Regions from separate parts of the Mus musculus genome. Here regions 1, 2, 3, 4, 5 and 6 are each linked to region 7. A link is a contact called in public Hi-C and promoter capture Hi-C data. All regions are on one chromosome and are shown on one strand. The core of a region is the stretch at or near the end of the contact, and the rest is flanking DNA. Distances in the headings are between cores, read along the strand shown.

Region 1 (2,700 bases), core at 49-2,548, 2.3 Mb before region 7:
CTGTCCTTTCTAGCTGGTGATGAGGTACTCTAGAGGTACCTGTGGAGAAGGCTGACGGTTCCTTAGAGGACATTGCTTCCCCCTCCTTTGCCCATCCAGGCACCATCAGAAATACACCAATCCGTGTTCCTCCCCTGATAAAAACTGTCAAGTCTCTAGAGCAGTGGTTCTCAACCTTCCTAATGCTGCAACCTTTTAATACAGTTCCTCATGCTGTGATGACTCCCAACGGTAACATTACTTTTGTTGCTACTTCCTAACTAATTTGGCTACTGTTATGAATCGTAATGTAAATATTTTTAGGGCATCATGATTTCACCTCAAAATTCATCAAATTACTACAGTATAGTTTTGGCTCCACTTTGTGCCTCTATTTGTAATGTATTTCAAAAAAGGTGTGGTGTGGTTTAACACCTGAATCACCTGAGTCTTAGGCTTTAGCCACTTTCTCACAACACACCACTTAACGTGTCATGTGGAAAGGGTGTCTCTGGGAGAGTAAAATGAGACATCCCATTCTGATCCCAACCTTTAGTGGCTGTTTTCAGCACTCACATTCCAGTCTCACCTGTTTGTGAATCTGAATGCTGTCGCCCTTTGACATTTGTCACAGTCTCTGTCCTCCTCCTTAACTCCCCTCTCACTGGCACAGGTCACTGATAATTTGGTTATGTATTCAGGTAGCTCCTTAACTATTCCACTTGGATGTCTCCAATCATTTCAAACTTAATGTACCCTGAAAACTCCCCCTCGGACTGCCACAACTGCTAGCCGTAGACTCGGGCATCTTCAGTTAATCTTTTCCCCATCTCAGATTATTCAGGTCCCAAAGATCCTCAAAATGGTAACAAGCCATCTCCCATTTAGGTAGCAGATCTTCCTACCTCTGGGCATATACCATCTATACATTCTAACCTTATTGGACAAGGCCAGTCCCTAACTTTAGCACTTGCATTGATTTGCCTCTGCTTCAGTTTCACGAACGGTTGTATTCAACTCCACAGTGGATCTCCTCTCCTTGCGCACTGCCCTGTGCGAATTGCCATGGTGCCGCGTTGGGCAGGCGAGCACCGAGGCTGGCTGCTCTTGCCAACCCTAAGGATAGGTGACAATTTTCCCTCTGCTGGCAAAGATGGCTCACCAATGGATCACACCCTGAGGCTGGCAGGTTGCAAAGGAAGGAAAACAGTGCCATCTCGGGGCGAGGTGGCACTCTTAGGTGCCGGCCGACGCGCCTGCCGCTTCCGCCCATGACTTGCGCAGGCGCACAGAACTCTTCCGCCACGCTGGCGCCTGCGTGGTTGGGATGCTGCTGCTTGCTGTAGGTCGGTGTGCTTGGCCTCTGTTAGACTCCTGTGTGGTTCCACAATGCCTAAGAAAGCCGGTGCGACAAGCAAGGCCAGTGGCAAGCCTCGTGTTGTGGAGAGGGTGGGCCACGGGGCTACACTGGCGGGGAACAGACGCAGCGCCTGGAGGGCGGAAGACCTCCCTTCGGGTCCAGGTCTGAGACTTCCTGGGTCGCACATTAGCTCGCCCTAAGGATGAGTAGGCTCCACTGCGCACCCGCTGACCACCGTCTTTGCTCTCTCACTCTGAGGGTTACACTTCCCGGCAGGCTGTGCGTTCTGCCTCCCTATGGTGGCTGATCGCTTCCTTCTGTCAATGAGACTGCACTCCCTCCCCTAATATCCCTTTGTTTTCTGTCGCTGTGATCCCAGCCCCTTGAAGTCAGGGAGTTTGAATCCTTATTCCTCTTCATACCCGCTGTCCGCATACTGCCCTGGAAGTTGTTTTCTGTTAAGTTGTTAGATGGCATTTAAATACCAGTCGTCGTTCTTTCTGCAATGGACTCCTCACCCACTCTTGAGCGTTAGGATGCATTGGCTATAAAGATGACTAATAAATGCCCCTTCTCTTGAGAAATAGAAACGATAAAGTAGACTGTGGGAACAAGTCCTAAGCTAGCCAAGAGATCTTAAGTAGAACACATACCTACACAGAGACAGCCCCACCCCACCCCCCTCTCTGTCTCTGTATGTTGGATCATGAAGGGATGTGGGAGGAGCACGGTGGTGGCTAGTTTCTGCATGTAGGCCCAGTTTAGTGAAGGTGAGGGTAGTGATGGCTCAAAATAACTGAAGTATTTTGTTACCTGTGAAATTGTGTGTCATTTTAGGGTAAAAACCAAACCAAAGAACCAGAGACAGCACCTCCTGCTGCAGGGCCTGTAGCAACTGACCCTAAAGGTTTTGTCACCATAGCCATTCATGCCAAACCTGGCTCCAGACAGAACGCTGTGACAGGTACGTCTGAGCACTGGGTGGGATTTGGATGTGGATAAAGCAGCGTTTTCATCTTATTTTTGCCTTGTTATCTAAAAGCTTATCCTGTAACTGTAAATGGTATTTTTTATGTCTGCGTTTAGAAGCTTCTCCATCTAAACATTCTATAGTCTCATATAGAGGTATTTGAAAGAAAATGTACAATATTTAATACCAAATCAGATGGAATCTGTGTATCTTTTCCTTTTTAAAAATGTGGTATTTTGTAGATGGGCCTGGTCATATATGCCAATAATTCACAAGTACTTAGTTAGGAACTGAGGCAGGAGGTCAGCTAGACTACAACAAGACCCTGTCTCTAAACAATAAAATGTTTAGGAAGGACACATTAGGAAATCTATGTATAGCTTAGACTATT
Region 2 (2,719 bases), core at 219-2,718, 2.3 Mb before region 7:
TTCATACTTATTCATGAGAATGGAATTGAAACAAAACCTTAATGCAAGCTTTACTTAACCCAAGGATTTGAGACAACTATATTGTTTAATGTTTAGGTTGATTAAATATGGGCTGAGGCCAACACTACCAAAAGACAAGAGAATGTGGAAGAGGGAAAAGTCAAGAGGCCTTAACAAAGAACTACAGGCAACCAAGGAATGCGGAGAGCAAGAGAAATAGTCTTCTCAAGGGAAGAGCACACCAACTGGTTCTCTAATGCCATATTTGATTAGCCCCGAAAACACACGCATAAGTAACAATATATGAACTGAGCAGGTTGTATATATCTACATATTACTAAAGAGACTATGAATTTGAAAGAGCTGAGGGGATAAAGGGAGGGTCTAAAGGGAGGAAAGGGAAAAATGTTATTATGATGTAAAAATATACAATACATATGTATAATAATCACATAAAGCACAATTACATAATATATAAAATATAATTATATAATAAACATATAAAAGAAATAATAGAATAAATAATATTAAGAAAATACGGCTGGGGGGAAGGGGGTCTTGGAAGAAACCTCAAAAGATGAGGGAAGTGTCAGAGAGATAGCTCAGTGGTCGAGAGCGCTCACTACCCTTCCGATGGACCACAGATCAGATCGCAGCACCCACGCTGCTCTCAGCTGCCTGTAATATAGCTCCAGGGGAACAGACGCCCTCTTCCGGCCTCTGCGGGCGCCAGCACACGCAACCCGCAGACAGACAGACACACAACCCGCAGACAGACAATTCTTCCCCACCCCGCAAAGGCGTGCGTGGGCAGAGGAGCTGTGCACACACACGTCTCGATCTGAGTGGGCAGGATTAGAGACCCAAGGATCTCAGTCCTAGCAGCCTACGAGGAAACTCGAGCTTCCACGGAGGAACTCGGAGAGGCGACGACCCTCGTCGCCTCGGTCGTCACCAGCTACAAGCTAGGTCAGGCACGGGCAACCAGGGGCCGCGCGCTCTCTGTCGCTGCGGCCGACAGCCTTCCTGGCACTTGGATCCCACCAACCTCCTCACCACATAGAGAACCGCACAGAGCTTTGCCTGCGGTCGGCCGACCCTGGCTCGGCTGCTCTCCAGAGCGGAGCCCCGAGCACGGAGCAGGATGACTGACTAACCACTGCGCATCCCAGCCCGCCAGCCGACGCGCGGCTGACGACGGCCGGGACAAAGCGGCTCCTTCCAGAACTGCCGTCAGGAGCCGAGCTGCGGAGAAAGAGGCTCCGAGGGGCAGCGACCTCCGGCCTCTCGCACTTTCCGGCCCCAGGCCCCCATCACCTCCGCCGCCCCGGGTGGGAGATTCATCCGCCATGTGCGGTACTCACCCTTCATGGGACGCACTGGAGACCTCGGGCGTCCACACCGCCGCACCCCACCCGGCTCTCCAAGGTAAACAAACGCTCAGGAATCCCTCAACCACCCGACTTCCGCTTCCGGAGCGTGTAAGGCGGAGTCTCGTGCCAAGTCTCTCGAGATCTAGAAATCCTCGCTTCCCCCTCCCCCCCCGCCACGCCCCTCACATTCGAACCTTGGCGCGGCCCTAGGGAAGCTCCGCAGGGTCGAGCAAAGTGGCGATGGTGGGCAGTGCGGTCATTCGCAGCCAGTGCCTGGTGACCGTCGGGGAGAGGATATCGTCATGTATAAAATCCCTCGAACTGGCAGTGCCTGGTGCACTGGTACGGGAAGTCTGAGAGTAGGACTAGGAGGGAAGGCTGCTTGTCAATGGAGACCCCAAAGCCGGAGCCCGGGCGGCGGGGCGGAGGAGCAGACGAGACTGCTCTGCTTGGGCGATGCCCACCCGGTTCTTAGCCGGCCTGGGCAGTAAGGCTCCTGCGCACCGTTGTCTATGTGTGTTTGCAGAGACGAACCCACGCCTCCACTGCCCGTATTCCGCTCGCTCCCGAAGTCTCCGCTCTTCTCGGTTGTTTGCAAGTGTGGCAATGCCAGCTGTTGACTAGCCACTTTTCTCAGATTGCTCCCCGGACCTTGCCCTCCTCTTGGGAATACGATCAGCCTGGAAAGTTTAGTGTCAAAATGGGATACCTTAGGGCTGGAGAGGATAAGAACACTTACTGCTCTTCTTGGAGCCCTGAGTTCAATCCCCAGCAACCACATGGTGGCTCACAGCCATCTGTAATGGGATCTGATGCCCTCTTCTGGTGTGTCTGGAAACAACTATAGTGTACTCATAAATAAAATAAAGCTAAAAAAAGAATACCTTTTCTTTCCACGCCCTGGTCAGATGTCTCGTTCTGTTATTTGGTCCTTGTGACTCTGGTTTTCATCCATTCCCATCCCCACTGACTCCTCATCCAAGTTCTCTCTACACTCCCTGAACAGAGCACCGATGCCCTTCTTCCTAAGTCACTGCCCCTCACCAGCATATCACCAGACAACTGCCGTAGTTATAGTCATATTCAAGCACAACTGGGATGCAAGATATTCAATAACTCCTTGCTGCCAAGGCCAACAATCTTAATTTGGATTCAAAATTCTATTTTCTGATATTTCTCTTTCATTCCCTCACAGTAAAGCAGACCAAATGCAGTAGTTCACGAATACTCATTATGTTTTTATAGCTTGCCAGTGTTCCCTTATGCTTAGAATATTGCCACTCCCCTACACACACACACCCCACCACCTCACCACCACCACGACCTCCAGATGTTGACATTGATAT
Region 3 (2,700 bases), core at 82-2,581, 2.4 Mb before region 7:
ATCAAGAGGTCAAAGGATAACTTGCAGGAGTTAGTTCTCTCCCTCTACCTTGTAGGTGCTTGGGATTAAACTCGGGTCATCAGGCTTGGTGGCAACTGCAACTCTATTTCTAAAGTCCCATAACAGAGAATTGAATTGTATATATTTCAAAATTAATAGTAGAGCTTTTTCGGAGTTTTTTAATATTCCTAAAAATAGAGATTAAAATATGGGGGTAGGGGAAAGGTTCTGGTATCTTGCTTTTGTTTTCAAAGAATCAGCTTAAATTTCTTGTCCAATTCCACTATAAACTCGGAGCGTAGGACTCTTAGATTGCTTGACATCTGTAAGCCGGAAGGTTCCCCCCCTCCCCCCCCAGTTATTCTCGTGTCGTAAAGAATCATTTTCTGGGTCTTTTCCTTCTGCCTATAACAAGTGCCTTATCTTAGGATCTATTTATTGCTGCAGGGTTCAAGAAAGGCTCCCACATAATGACAACCACACAGGAACACTGCCCCCAAAGATATGTAGCTGGCAGCACCCTTCCCATTTGTTTTTGAGGGGAAAGGAGTTAAGACGTGTGTGTGTGTGTGTGTGTGTGTGTGTGTGTGTGTGTGTGTGCGTGCGTGTGTGTGTGGGTCTTCATTTGCTACCCAGGCTGGGTTCCCAGTTGCAGCCATGTTCCTGCCTCAACCTTCCATTTTACTGGGATTACAGGCATGAGCCAATCTCAACTCAAATCCTAGGGCTCATAAGGTGGTGTGGTTCCAGTGCTTTTCTGCACTGGAACCAAAAGCAAGGCCTAGGAGAGTTGAGCAAGAAGGCCCTCAATCTTAGACATGGAAATGGCAGAGGAACTCTCTCACAGGGCGGAGTGGAGCCTCGACAGTCAGAAGGGGTAAGAAAGAGACTGCGGACGGGGAGAGGGATCAGTGGACTTCCTAGCCTCTCAGCTCCGCCTGGGGTTTCCAAGGGTGATGCAGCCATCCGGGCTGTGACAGGGCCACCATCCCGCCTTTAGAATAGCAGGGTGTCTGTCTCTCCTCTACAGACTCCCTTGCCGTGCCCTCGAGGTCCTTCCACGTCCAGCTCATCCACCAAGCGGGCTGAGGCGGCGTCCTCGCAGGGTGACGCGGGTGGGAGCGAGGCGAGCCTGAAGGGAGGAGCGGGAGGCGGCCTGAGGAATCAGCGCGGCGCGCCCGCACGCCCCTCAACCCTCTCGCGGCCGCGCGCCTCCCGCCTCAGCAACGCGGCCCCGCGGGAGGGCGGGCGCGCGCGGCCGGAAGCGCCTTTCCCGGAAGGCAGGGGGGCGGTGCCGGCCTCGGGGCGGCTCGACCATGGCGGCGGCGCGCCGGGTGCTCGCAGCTTGAGCGGAGCCGCGCAGCAGGAGGATGGCCTCGCTCGGGTCAGCCGCGGCCGGGGAGCCGGCGACCGGAGCTGAGGCGGAGCCCGGCCCTCCGGCCCCGCCGCCGCCTCCGCCGCCGCCACCGGCTCCCTCGCCGTCCGCTCTCGGGCCGCTGCTGCCCCTGCAGCGCGAGCCGCTGTACAACTGGCAGGCCACCAAGGCGTCGCTCAAGGAGCGCTTCGCCTTCCTCTTCAACTCGGAGCTGCTGAGCGATGTGCGTTTCGTGCTGGGCAAGGGCCGAGGCGCGGCGGCCGCCGGGGGCCCGCAGCGCATCCCCGCCCACCGCTTCGTGCTGGCGGCCGGCAGCGCGGTCTTCGACGCCATGTTCAACGGCGGCATGGCCACGACGTCGGCCGAGATCGAGCTGCCGGACGTGGAGCCCGCCGCCTTCCTGGCGCTGCTGAGGTGAGCGGCGGGCGCGCGGAGCCGGCGGCCTGGAGGGTGGCGGCACCCAGCCCGGCCTGCGTCGACTCCCGAGTGACCTTGGGCTGGGCGAGTCGGCCTCCCTCGGGTCCTCCCCGGCAGGCAGGCGATGCTTGGGAAGGTCGGTCAGTGTCGCCATTCCCGGCGGTGGCGGGCGCTTTGCCGTTGAAGGGTGCTGTCACATTCCAGTAGCGGAATTGTCTGTCGCCCGGGCTTCATAATCGAGTGGGCAGACTAGAAGACGAGATAGGCTGTCCCGATTACCCACTTGCAGGATTCGTTTTTGTTTAAGGACCCGGGTGGATGAAGGGTCTTAGAGGACTGGGGTTGTCAGGGTCTCCACGGTTTGCTGTCAGGACTCTGGAAGATAATAGCCATAGCAGGTATCAGGCTGGCCTGCTTCAAGTTTCTGCAGTCAAGGTGACGGTTTTTGTATTCTAAAACACGCTAGTAGTGTTCGAGTTTGCTCTCCGATGATCTGAGGATAGGAGATTGATTGATAGCTGATTAGTTTGCTACTTAGTGGAAGGTAGTGGCATTGTGGCGTTGTTAATCACAGCAGTCCTAACTGTTAGGGAGGCATATCTTGTTGTTTTACCCCAGTTTTACAAATGGGACCGAGGCCCAGAAAAGTGACTTGTCCAAGGTAATCGAGCCAGCTCCCGGAGGACCGAAGATGGTGTTGGCTGCTTGAGTATAGTGTTGTTTTTAAGACAGCAGATTTTGAGTAATTCTGACGTAAACAGGCAAGTCAGTGGAGCACAAGAGTCCACAGAGGCTCATAGCTTCCTCAAGAAGATGCTTATGGAGGGAAATATAAAGTTCACACAAGAAATATATGTTAAGTTCCCATCAATAAATGGATAAAGGACAAGATGTAATAGAAAAGAAAA
Region 4 (2,700 bases), core at 80-2,579, 2.1 Mb before region 7:
CAAATAATGAATGTGTGTGTCTCAAATTATCTGGTCCAAAAGAGCCTTCTTGTTGTTGCCATTAAAGGCAGATGAGTAAAGCCTCACTCCCCGAGGGCTTTCCATCTGCTTGAAGATAATAATAAAAATCCTTATTGCTTGAAGAAAAAATAATAAAACTATCTTTTAAATGTCATTCATCCTCAGACAGTTTTAGCCATCCCTCATCTTCTCCGGAGAACCCCAAATTGCTTCCACTTAGCTTATGTTTTTATTCCGACGGACATGCCTTGTTTTCAGTTTTACTTTCATATTTCTGGCCTTTCCCATTACAACATCCTGCTCTGCCCAGAACAGGGAAAAGGTGAAGCGCAGAGCCTGGCTCAGAACTGCAAGTAAACTTTTACCTAACCCCAGGACTGGAGAGGCTGAGGCAGAGGAATGTCCTGAGTTCAAAGCCAGCCTGGACCACAGATTGAGACCCTGTTTCAAAAACAAAAACAAACAACCAAAACAACAACAACAACAACAAACCAAGAGAGCCAGGCGGCGCGGAGCCGAACTCTGATAATCCTAGCAGAAAACAAAAACAAAAAAACACAAAACACCACCACCACCGTGTTTCAACTTCAAGGTCCCCACTCTCTCTCAACAGAGGCGCAGGTGCACCAGCGACGCCCGGTGCGCATCACGAGTGTCCCGCGGACCCGCCCTCGGCCCGGGGCCTCATACCTGGTGCAGCCGGGTGGCCGTTTGGCCCAGGCGAGCGCGCAGCGTCCTCTCGCGGAACTCGCTCAGGCCCTCGCAGTCTGCCGAGTCACCCGGGGCCGGGAAGAGCACGTCGCGCACGGTGGCGCCGCCGCATCCTTCGGCCGCCAGGCCCAGGTAGTGCTCCAGCTGCCGGCACAGCTCCTGCAGCGCCGAGTCGCCAGGGTCCGCAGGCGCCGGCCACAGGAGCGGCCACAGGAGGGCCCACAGCCCGCGTCCCAGGCCCCAGCCCGCGCCGCTCGCCGCGTCCAGCTCGGGCGGCAGCGGCGGGAAGCAGGGCTCCAGGGCCGGCCACAGCGCCGCCAGCTGCCGGTGCGCGCCGCGGAACCCGGCGGGCGACAGCACCCCGGCCCAGCTACATCCCCCGTCGCCGGCCTCCCGCCGCTCGCGCCGCCGCCGCTGCGCCGTGCGGTCGTGACAGGTGACGGCGAACTGGCCCTTCGCGGCGTTCCAGGCCACCAGGAAACGCAGCTGATGGCGCTCGGGCTCCGGGAAGAGGTCCTCACGCAGCGGAACCCAGCCATCCAGGCTGTCGGGCTGCTCGCTGTCCATGGCAGCCGCACACCCTTAGACTGCGACAGGCCACGACATTTTCCGGGAGCCGCTACTGTCAGTCAGAGGCGCAGAAGCTCCCGCCCCCTCATTCTGATAGGCTGTGTGAGGGAGGCTGTCTGGAGTTGGTTAAGTGAAAGCCAATGGAAAGTCTTTTCGGGGAGGCGGGACAAAGTCTCCCTTTTACAACACCGGCGAACCTTGAACTCTCTAAGTGAACCAGGCTAGCCTTGAACTCGTAAGAGACCACCCTGCTTCTGTCTCCTGAGTGCTGACATTAAAGGCATACAGCCGCTATGTTCGGCAAAGATTTTATTTTTAAGCCCATGTATACATGGGCAGGACGACATCACACCTTAGTACAGATGCCAGAAGAGGGCGTCATGTCCCCTAGAACTGAATACTCTATGGGGCTGTTAACAGCTTAATGCACTCTCTAAAAATAGTAATTCTTAGCTGCTGAGCCATCTCTCAAGCCCCTATCTTAGTTCTCAACATTACAATGAGAATTTCCCTCAACAGGATCCTATTAAGTATGTGGCTCCTGAAACAAACATACTGGCAAGATCAAACTTCTATTTGAACTCAATATTTACTTACTGAGGGCTCTGGGGTGTCAAAAACTAGATCGCAGACACATTTATTTTTGTCAATATAGTAAACTTACTGAGTATCTGCTGTGTTGTTGGTATATTGAGATGGGGGAGAGGGGGAGTGCCTAAATATTTCTGCTTTCCAAGCCAGTCTATGCCAAGCATCATCCTGACAGCAAGGATTTGAGACCTAGAGAGGGAATTTGTCTACAATATATGTGCACCAAGGCTAAGCAGGATGGCCTCACTACTGAAAGCATGCCGCCGGGGTATTATAACAAGCCAATAGAAAGTGCTGCTGCATTTCCTCACATGAGCCCTAAAGATGCCAGTTCTAAACCTGCAGCCACCTTAGATTCCGAGAACAACAGACAGCCATAAAAACCTTTATGATCTAAGGCAAGGTGAACCTTGAAGAAGAGGTCACACCTGTCCTCAGAAGAAGTGATTATCTATGCTAAAAAGCTGTGCCCTCCAGAGCAAGTAACTATTCCTGGAGATGACAAGACCTGTTGGGAAGGACCTTGAGATGAGGGGCAGCTAAACCACACCTTGGTAAAGAATGCCTGCATATGCATATCTCCTTTTTAAATGCACTTTATTCCTAGGAGAGGATCTTTGTCCATTCTGGCTCCATTGGAGCCTTTCGGCTCAGATGCCAAGCTTTGTCCTTCCTTCAGATTAAAACTGAAATCTTTGTCCTCCTTGTATTTGATCTGTTGGCCTTCACCATCCTAGGCCTTCAGTTTGCTAACCACAGAAGCCTCCATAATCTTATGAGCTAATTCTTCAAAATCAATCTCTCCAT
Region 5 (2,768 bases), core at 36-2,535, 2.4 Mb before region 7:
AAAAGCACAGCCAGTTACTTCCTCCTCCAGCAGCCCACAATCAACTTCAGCAGGGCCACCGCTGGCGCCTTTCCACTGACCACCCAGGCCTTCGGCTGCCCATGGGGGCTCGTCAGTCAGTGATCCCTTTAGAGAAGTGAAAGCCAAGACTGGGACCCAGAGCCCTTACAGAATTCGTCGGTTCCTTAGCATTAAACTGATCACTGAACCTTTGCTCCTGGCCAGCATCGAACCTCTATCCCTTTCACAGCGCCCTTGCACAAAGTTCCCACAAGATCCTTGAGGTGCAAAGACAGACCAGAACACTAAAGCCAGGTCACCCTGTTAGTAGCAAAGGCTCAGAAAACCATGGTTATTTCTGTTAGCCGCTCACAACAGTTTCTAAAATTATAAAATGGTAAGTATGTGAAAGTCCATACAAGGAAAGCGTTCCTTTCAAATAAGGCGGTTCGTGCCTTCCGTGTTGCTCTGCACCCCTCTAGTGTCTGAGAGCCTCGGAGGCAGGGGCATTTCGGTATTGACCTTGGTAATATCAGCTACCCACCCAGTACTGGCAAAGAGCAGGCGCCCAGCTCTCAGACCTTGAACTGCCCTAGCCCAGTTTGAGGACCTAGGGCCGGGTGACCCTGGTGCCTCCCTCATGCTGCGGGCGTGGCGTTTCTGGAAGCTACCCAGTCCCAAAGCCGCGGTCCCAAACCCGCGGAAAAGTTGCGGGCTCTTGTCTACCCCGCGCGCGCTCACTCACTCGTGCTGGGCCGCCAGGTGGTTGAAGATGTAGGTGACCGGGATGGCTGAGAGGGACAGCACAAAAACCCCCGTGGCCGCAGAGGCACTCATTGCCACCTCCGGGTCGCTCTTCTTTCACCGCATCGCGCCGGGGGTCCCCTGGCTCAGCTTCCGGCGGCGCCGCGCCCCTCGCCGCTGCCCTTCCAGGCGGCCCCCGGCCGCGTCTCCTCTGCGCGTCCCCGTCGCCCGTAGCTGCCCGGCGCGCACAGAGAGAGGCACCACCCGGGTGCTCTAGGGCCGCTGTACGATCCCCAGAGGCGTCCCCACCAGGCTCCTGCTAACGAACGCAAGGGCTCAGCAGCCACCGCGAGGAGACAAGCGCCCCAGGACGCTTGCTTTAATGGGAAAAGGAAGGGCCCGGCGAAGGACGCGGGTCACAGATGGGAGCTGGGCATCCTCGAGCTGGAACGGAGCTGGGCTGAGCCAAGGGCCAGCAGAGGGTGGAGCCAGATCTGAGGGTGTCAGAGCCCGCAGGCCCGCGAGATCGGCTCAGAGACCTGTGGGGACAGATGCTCCTGGAACAACACTGTGCCGCCCTCCCACCCCACCCCCCGCGCGCACCCCTTCCCTACACACAGCTGCCATCAACGTCCGCAACCAATGTTCCAGTGCCAAGTGGAAATATTTGTTTTCCACCTTGGTTGCTCACTCACCGCCCCTTGACCTTGATCAAGTTACTGAAACATTCTGTATCATTTCTCTGTGAAATGGGAATAACCTGCTCCCTCGTATGATTGTGGAAATCGACCGAGTTAACAAGCGTGGAGTGCTTGCCCTGCACTGCTCAGCACACTGGTCTGTCTCCTGCTCCCTTTCTTTTTTTGTAGCAGAACTGACCCTCAGAGGAATGCCCTGATGTAAGACACTGAGGCAGCGTTCATTCCTTGCCTGGAGTGTTTTTGGAGGCCAGGTTACCACCGGCTAGCCTGGCAGGTCCTGAAGATTAGGGCTCTTCGTGGAATATTCCCAGACGTCTGGGTGTAGAGCATGAGAGTGCCGCCCAAAGAGCTGCTTGAGCAGGGTGTGCTCAGGAAGCCCCCTGGGCCTGAGTCCTGTTGGTATGGCCCCAGGGAAGGGAAAAGAAGTGGGCTCCGGAGCAACAGTGGGGGCAGCAGAGTGCGCGCCTTCCTGTCTTTAGGTCAGAGGCTTACAGGTCATTTGGCTCATTTTCAATGTGAGGAAAATGAACCTGCACCAGGACAGTCGGTTGTTCCAAAGCCAGCTCTCCTACTATCTGCCCTCCCTTTTCTTGAAAACTCAGCCAACAATGGGCACAAAAGGGTAAAGACTGTCCAAACGGCAGCATCTCGCAAAGCTTCTCCCAGAAGTCTCAGTGGGAACCTGGACATCGCTCACGATCTTCCATGATCGCTCCTTGCCTTTACCACCTCCTTCATTCCCCAAAGCGCCTTCTCTCCTCCAGGCCATCTCCTAGGCCAGTTTCCCAGCCAGTCCAACCTCCTCCACATCCCACACCGAGCTGCTTTAGCCGTCTGCGTGTATCCTGAGTCTCTCGGGCTGCTCTGAATCTTTCTTGTCTACCTAGACACTTGCTGCATATCATTTCTATTCCTTCTCATCCATGCTTGGGCTTTTTTAAAATTCAGAATCATATTTATGGAAATAACTTAATAGAGGCTGGGGGTGTAGTTGATCGTGCTTGCTTTGTGTGCACAAATCTTAAGGCTCTGTCCTCGTGCACTTCATGAACTGACTTTGATGGGGGCTCATCTGAAATCCCAGCACTAAGAGATGGAGGCAGAGGGAGTCCCTGGTTCAAGGTCATCCTTAGCTACCCAGCAAGTCTGAGGCCGACCTGGGATATATGAGATTCTGTCTCAACTAACAAAAAGGTACCGGGAAATGCCACAGAGTATGCCACATCCTGAGCTCCGCGTCACCCGCTCCGGATGGAAACTGAGGTGTTGAGGGACAGAGAGGTGATCAGGCTCCTCTCAGAAAACCTCAAGTGCAGGAAGCTA
Region 6 (2,700 bases), core at 74-2,573, 2.1 Mb before region 7:
GAGCTCAGATCTTGCTTAAGACCCCCAGGGTTTTCTATGCAATAACAGGCAATAGGTAAGGAAGATTCCCATGTTTGCCTTCTGTTGCTACACAGTACACCGGGAACGGCAGACACGGCAAACTCATCTCCATCGAGAGCAGCACTTCTCAACCTTCCCAATGCTGTGACTTTAATACCCTCATGTTGTGGTGACCCCAACATACAATTATTTTTGTTGCTACTTCATAACTGTAATTTTGCTACTGTTTTGAATTGTAATGTAATGTCTGTATTTCCAGTGGTCTTAGGTGACCCCTTAGGTGAAAGGGTCATTTGATCCCAAAGGGGTTGTGACCCACGGTTGTGACCCACTGATCTACAGGGTCAAACATGTTGATGGCTGACGAATGACTTTCCTTTGGTGGACTCACACCTTATCTAAGCTTTATATATATGTATGTTCGTGTCTTTGTGAGTGAATGACATATGTGTGTGGTGCTCAAGGAGGCCAGAATAGTGTGTTGGACTCCTTGGGTCCTGAGGTACAAGTGATTTGATATAGGTGCTGGGAACCAAACTCAGAGCCTCTGGAAGTGCCACAAATGCTCTTAACTACTAAGCCATCAGGCTAGTATCTAAGTGCACCTCACTACTGTCTTCACTCCTTCAATTTTCCAACCTCCTACCCATCCACGCACACCATCAGAAAGCAATATAAAAACTCCTTTGTACAAGAATTCTATGGGATTTTAGAATCTGTCCTCAACAAACCATGCAACTTTCCACCGCCTCCTTGCTGCCCTTTTCTAACATTAAATGCCTTTGCTGACACATTCAAGAAACTTAAAAATCACCCACTGCGTGTGCATGTGCTCACGGGCGCTAAAATTACTGCAACAGGTGATTCCTCCCTCAGGCAAGAGTCATCGATTCGGAATGCCTGGATTTACAGAGCCAATATTCAACAGCTCTGTGCATGTGAATATGTGTTTGTATGTGTGCATGTATGTACGTACGTATGTGTGTGTGCTTAATTTAACTTCAGTCTGTGTGACCGCGTATTTCTCCTTCCATATCTACCCACCATTCCGTGGGCTAGCAACCCTCTTTGAAAAAGATGGAGAAAAAACAAACACAGAGAAGGAAGATCGATAGCCGGGCAGCTTACCCATCTCTTCTCCCATTCCTGGGACGCCTGCCACGTCAGCCACTTACCTGGACACCATAGTCACCCGCCGCACAAGGTGGCCAAATACTGGGTCAACTTGGCGAGACAAAAGCCGCTAGCATCAGGTGTCAGGCTCTCGGTCATAATTTCTCCCTCCTTCCGGTGGAAAATGAGTCCACTTCCGGCTTCTTAGCCGTAGGGAGGAAGTTCCACGTCAGGCACCGCGCGGCGCGGCTGGGCTTGGCTCTTCCCAGTGCGCATGCTCAGAGCGAGTCCTCTGCTGCTTAGCGTCTAGCTGCGTGGCGTCTGGATCGTGGGAGACTCGGGGGCCGGCTTGTAGCTCCTGGGTGGGTGTGGAGAGCTGCCGCATTGTTTTGAGTATGCTATTCTCTGCTCCCCTGGCAGGCGGCATCCTGGGGACTGAAGTACGCCGTCCCGCCCCTGCGACACTCCTCTGCGTTCTTGTGCTACCCAGCCCTGGCTGTTAAGCTTCTCAGTGTTCTTCATTCTTGCCACCCTGCTTATAGAGAGCAAAGCGTGCACTGCACCTCAGTAACCTTTACTCAGTCGCTCTCTTGACTCCCCCTGGTTGCAAGCCCATGCATATTCATCCAGGAAAGGACCAAGAGCTTCCTAGCCTTGATCATGGGTCTAGGAAGATAAGTAAAATCACTTTTGGATAAATTTCCTGAGGATAGACCTCAAATGTTGAGAGACTAAAACAAAAGACATTTGACATTTGCGCCTTGGTAGAGGTAGGCTTCCTCTGTCATTTTGAATATGATATCTTTGCCTTACTTAGTTTCTGGTGATCGCTAAAAATCCTGTGTGTGCTTTGACTTGAGGCAGCATGGCCCTACTCTGTTGTCAAACTTTGTTCTCCTTATTTCTGCTTATTGCTGTGTTTTACAAGGACATCCATCCTGTTGGATTAAAAAGCCCAGCTTATTCCAGTTCACATTGTGAGGCTGCAGAAAAGACTTAAGATTTCAGGGGCGGCAATTACTGAGCACCCTAGTAAGCTGCCAGAGTTCTCCAGGAATGTGCAAACCAAATGCTAAAGTAAACTAAAAGTAAGCAGGTTTAGAACAATGAGTTCAGAGTTCATTTGGATGCTGCGAGTTTGAGGTCAGAATTTGAAGCAAAAAGAACAAAATAAGAAACATAGGTGTAATGAAAGGACCTTACATGCAGTCCAAACATACAAGGCTTTTGGATTTAATATACAAAATCAGGAGCAAAAATGTTACCTTGTTTATCAGCTTGAGCCAAATCTACTTCATTTCTCTTACTCATTTAAGATGTAACTTTTCTGGGCATGGTAGCACACTACTTTAATACCAGCCTTCAGGGTTCAACACCAGACTGGTCTACGTGGAGAGTTCCAAGCCAGCCAGAGCTATACAGTGAGAAGCAGAAAGGAGAAGGAGGAGGAAGGAAGGAAGGACGGACAGAGAGCCAGGGCTACAGAGTGAGACCATTACACTCACTTTCTAGGCTTGGCCTGTGCTTTTCTCACCCTGGCATAGGTACACACGGGCATAGGCACAC
Region 7 (2,700 bases), core at 121-2,620:
CGGAGGCTTCCTGAGTTAAGAGCCTCTCCTTTTTCACCTTATAGCAAAATAAACTGAGCAAAGTTATGTAAAAGCAAGAAGAATCACAAAATAAGGAATCTCTTATCTAGTTGACTCTGGTTTGTGTGTGTATATATATAAAACTGATAACCAACCAATCAAACAAACAAAAATCACTTTATGTCTATTAAGTACATCTAGAAAAATGTATAAGAATGTCTCAGCTGGAGAGCTAGATTGTGGATATTTGTAGTTCAAGCACTGAGGCGGGAGGGCAGCCAGGGCTACCGCGTAAGTTCTAAGTTACAATGTGAGACCTCATCGTTAAAAACAAACAAACAAGCAAACAGGCCGACAGACAGACAGACAAAAGAGGGGGAAGAAACTAAGAAAAGGAGAAAGGAGAAGGGTTCTGTATGAGTCCCTGCCGCTGCTAGTGACAGGAAAAGCGGATAGAGGAGCGACTCCTGAAAAAAGTCAAAGACCCTCTCTCCTGTACACAGTTCTCAGCGTCCGGGTGGTCTCGCTGGTTGGAAGTGGGGGCTGCCGTTCAGCGCGGTCCGAATTTTTTCCCTAATCAGCTGCTTGTGCCCCCTAGTCTGCCTGAAGCAATCCTGATCTTTTCTTTCCTCGTACGGGACTCTCGACTTGAATCCCTGGGTCCCAGTTATTCACCCAGGCCATATTCGCCTGACCCTTTGCAGCTGACCCTCTACGGAGAGCTGGGAGCAGAAACAACCGGAGCAACGGGAGGTGGACCCAGAGATTGACAGATCTCTGAAGCGGGACGTGCTTCAGCTGTGCCCGGTGGGCGCGACCAATCGGACTCAACAGCATCAACCCCCAGCATCATTGTCCGGGATAGGAGGGAGGAGACTCCATCGAGGCTTAGCCTTTGCGGTCCATAGGTGACAAATCTAGACTTCGGACGGCACGTGCTCCGTTTGCTCCACTCTCCATCCGGGACAAGGCTCTCGACCGCTGTCACCGTTTAAGCAATGTGTCACCCTGACAGTTGTTTGCTCAGATCCTTGAGTTCCAAGAATTAAGTTTAGACTAGAAGTTGGTCATAACCACTACGGTCAATTTCGCTTTATTTCCAAAGGGAATCTTGGGATTAACAAACTGACAGATAAAAACAACATACAAGTCGACCGCGGCAGGACTCGAACCTGCAATCTTCTGATCCGAAGTCAGACGCCTTATCCATTAGGCCACGCGGCCGCCAGCGAGAAGGTGCCTTTACTTAGCTTAAAGCGTGTAGCCGCCTTCAGGCTCGCGTCAGACTGGTCTATCTTTTCCGTGGGGAGGGAAGTAGCGGAGGACCTCACCCGGAAGTCCCTCTGCACCCCCGCGGGCGGGCGGCTCCATTGGCGGCGCTCTTATTGGACGCTCGGGGGAGTCTCCCGCCTGCCTCTGGGTAGCCGCGGGACCCAGTTCGCGCAGACGGGAAGTTGCGGCTGCTCCCGAGACCGCACGCCACCCTGAGGCTGCGTGGGCCGCGCGCCGCGGACGCCGCGTCGTCGCCGGGGCTGTGGGCTGCCGCAGAACGGGAAGCGCGAAGCGGACCGAGGTTTCCGGCGGGCTCGGCAGGGGGAGGGCCGGGCGCGGCTGCTCCCTCTCCACTCGGGAAGCCGGGCCGGGAGCAGGGCGGCGGCTGCGGCGGGGACCCTGTGTCCCGGCGTGCGGGGGTGGCCGCCGACGCCCCGACCAGGGCGCCCTAGGCCCGCCCGGGTGTGGGTGCGGACCCCGAGGCTGTGGCTCGTTCGGCGGGTTTCGAAGTTGGGGCGCTAGGCCCTCGGGCCGCCGGCGGGGTGGGACTGGCAACTGCTGTCTGCCGAGCGCCTACTGGGGTTAGGGCCACTCGACGAGCGCGCCCTCTGCCACTCTTACAGCAGTGGCCCGTGGCTCTAGAGTTCTTAACCCCATTTTACAGAGGAGGAGGTCGGGGCCTAAGGAGCTGGGCCAAGGTCACGCAGTTGGAGAGCCAGAACCCTGGTCTGTCTGCGTCTCCCCATTTCAGCATCTCCAGCGGCTTCTCCCAAGTTAACTGCCGAGCCGGTGTGGCCCTGTCCTCGGGAGGGGGCAGTGCCATTTCTTAAGGTTGTTGGAGGCGTAACAGAAAAATGTCCCTACTCCGCTCTGGCCTTTTGGCTAAGATCAAGTGGAGAAAATGCTTGTTTGGCACGCAGCAGATGTTTGTTGCGGGATAAGCGGTTTGTTCAAGTCCGTGACACTTGTAATAACACTTTTATCGTCTGTCTCCTTTAGGACTTGTGTGAGGAAGGCAGGCATGGTGAGACCTATTTCACTGACAGGAGCACAGAGAGGGGACGCGTCTCTCTCTGAGTCTTTCGGCCACTAAAAGCAGTCAAGCTGGAGCCCAAAGCCCGGTGCCCCGACTCACAGCGGGGGGCTCCCTGCACCAACCATGAGCCGCCTGCTCTGGAAGAAGGTGGCTGGCGCCAAGGTCGCCTCAGGGCCAGTACCAGCAACCGCGCGCTGGGTCTCCAGCTCCGTCCTCGACCCCGTCCCCAGCGACGGGCGGCCGCCGTCGCAAATGCCCTCCTCCGAGAATGGGCAGCTGCGGCTCAACCCTCTGCTCATCCAGATGTTGTCGAGAGGCCTGCACGAGCAGATCTTCGGGTGCGGCGGGGAAATGCCCGACGAGGCCGCGGTGCAGCGCAGCGTAGAGCACCT

The links. Promoter capture Hi-C pulls out the DNA fragments that hold promoters and counts their contacts. Hi-C and Micro-C count contacts between places; a contact is called where the count stands out from the background. Capture Hi-C pulls out chosen DNA fragments and counts their contacts.
Region 1: a contact with region 7 is called in a promoter capture Hi-C map of liver, with 6 times the contacts expected there. The contact joins the promoter of 3110040N11Rik here to the promoter of Polg in region 7. A contact is called at or near these places in 2 of 39 promoter capture datasets (liver and pre-B cells) and 1 of 9 other capture datasets (liver).
Region 2: a promoter capture Hi-C map of liver shows a contact between it and region 7, with 4 times the contacts expected there. The contact joins the promoter of Ramac here to the promoter of Polg in region 7. A contact is called at or near these places in 1 of 39 promoter capture datasets (pre-B cells) and 1 of 9 other capture datasets (liver).
Region 3: a promoter capture Hi-C map of liver shows a contact between it and region 7, with 3 times the contacts expected there. The contact joins the promoter of Btbd1 here to the promoter of Polg in region 7. A contact is called at or near these places in 1 of 39 promoter capture datasets (pre-B cells) and 1 of 9 other capture datasets (liver).
Region 4: a promoter capture Hi-C map of adipose tissue shows a contact between it and region 7, with 3 times the contacts expected there. The contact joins the promoter of Whamm here to the promoter of Polg in region 7. A contact is called at or near these places in 2 of 9 other capture datasets (adipose tissue and liver).
Region 5: a contact with region 7 is called in a Hi-C map of B cells, with 5 read pairs. The contact joins the promoter of Tm6sf1 here to the promoter of Polg in region 7. A contact is called at or near these places in 3 of 39 promoter capture datasets (cranial neural crest and liver), 1 of 484 Hi-C or Micro-C datasets (B cells) and 2 of 9 other capture datasets (adipose tissue and liver).
Region 6: a contact with region 7 is called in a Hi-C map of B cells, with 9 read pairs. The contact joins the promoter of 2900076A07Rik here to the promoter of Polg in region 7. A contact is called at or near these places in 4 of 39 promoter capture datasets (liver, neutrophils and pre-B cells), 2 of 484 Hi-C or Micro-C datasets (B cells and CD4 T cells) and 2 of 9 other capture datasets (adipose tissue and liver).

Annotation. Positions count from the first base shown.
Region 1 is chr7:81,788,053-81,790,752 of GRCm38.p6, reverse strand. 3110040N11Rik (RIKEN cDNA 3110040N11 gene) reads left to right here and starts at 1,298. Exons shown (of 5, transcript NM_026077.4): 1 at 1,298-1,398; 2 at 2,177-2,303. The coding sequence starts at 1,369.
Region 2 is chr7:81,761,702-81,764,420 of GRCm38.p6, reverse strand. Ramac (RNA guanine-7 methyltransferase activating subunit) reads right to left here and starts at 1,468. Exons shown (of 3, transcript NM_025997.2): 1 at 1,365-1,468.
Region 3 is chr7:81,828,062-81,830,761 of GRCm38.p6, reverse strand. Btbd1 (BTB (POZ) domain containing 1) reads left to right here and starts at 1,331. Exons shown (of 8, transcript NM_146193.2): 1 at 1,331-1,789. The coding sequence starts at 1,371.
Region 4 is chr7:81,569,921-81,572,620 of GRCm38.p6, reverse strand. Whamm (WAS protein homolog associated with actin, golgi membranes and microtubules) reads right to left here and starts at 1,329. Exons shown (of 10, transcript NM_001004185.3): 1 at 712-1,329. The coding sequence starts at 1,299.
Region 5 is chr7:81,857,518-81,860,285 of GRCm38.p6, reverse strand. Tm6sf1 (transmembrane 6 superfamily member 1) reads right to left here and starts at 1,285. Exons shown (of 10, transcript NM_145375.4): 1 at 746-1,285. The coding sequence starts at 837.
Region 6 is chr7:81,522,173-81,524,872 of GRCm38.p6, reverse strand. It overlaps 2900076A07Rik (RIKEN cDNA 2900076A07 gene), which reads right to left and starts at 1,323. Exons shown (of 4, transcript NR_160675.1): 1 at 1,197-1,323.
Region 7 is chr7:79,464,943-79,467,642 of GRCm38.p6, reverse strand. Polg (polymerase (DNA directed), gamma) reads left to right here and starts at 1,370. Exons shown (of 23, transcript NM_017462.3): 1 at 1,370-1,573; 2 at 2,272-2,700. The coding sequence starts at 2,432. n-TRtcg5 (a tRNA gene) reads right to left here and starts at 1,224; the gene lies at 1,152-1,224.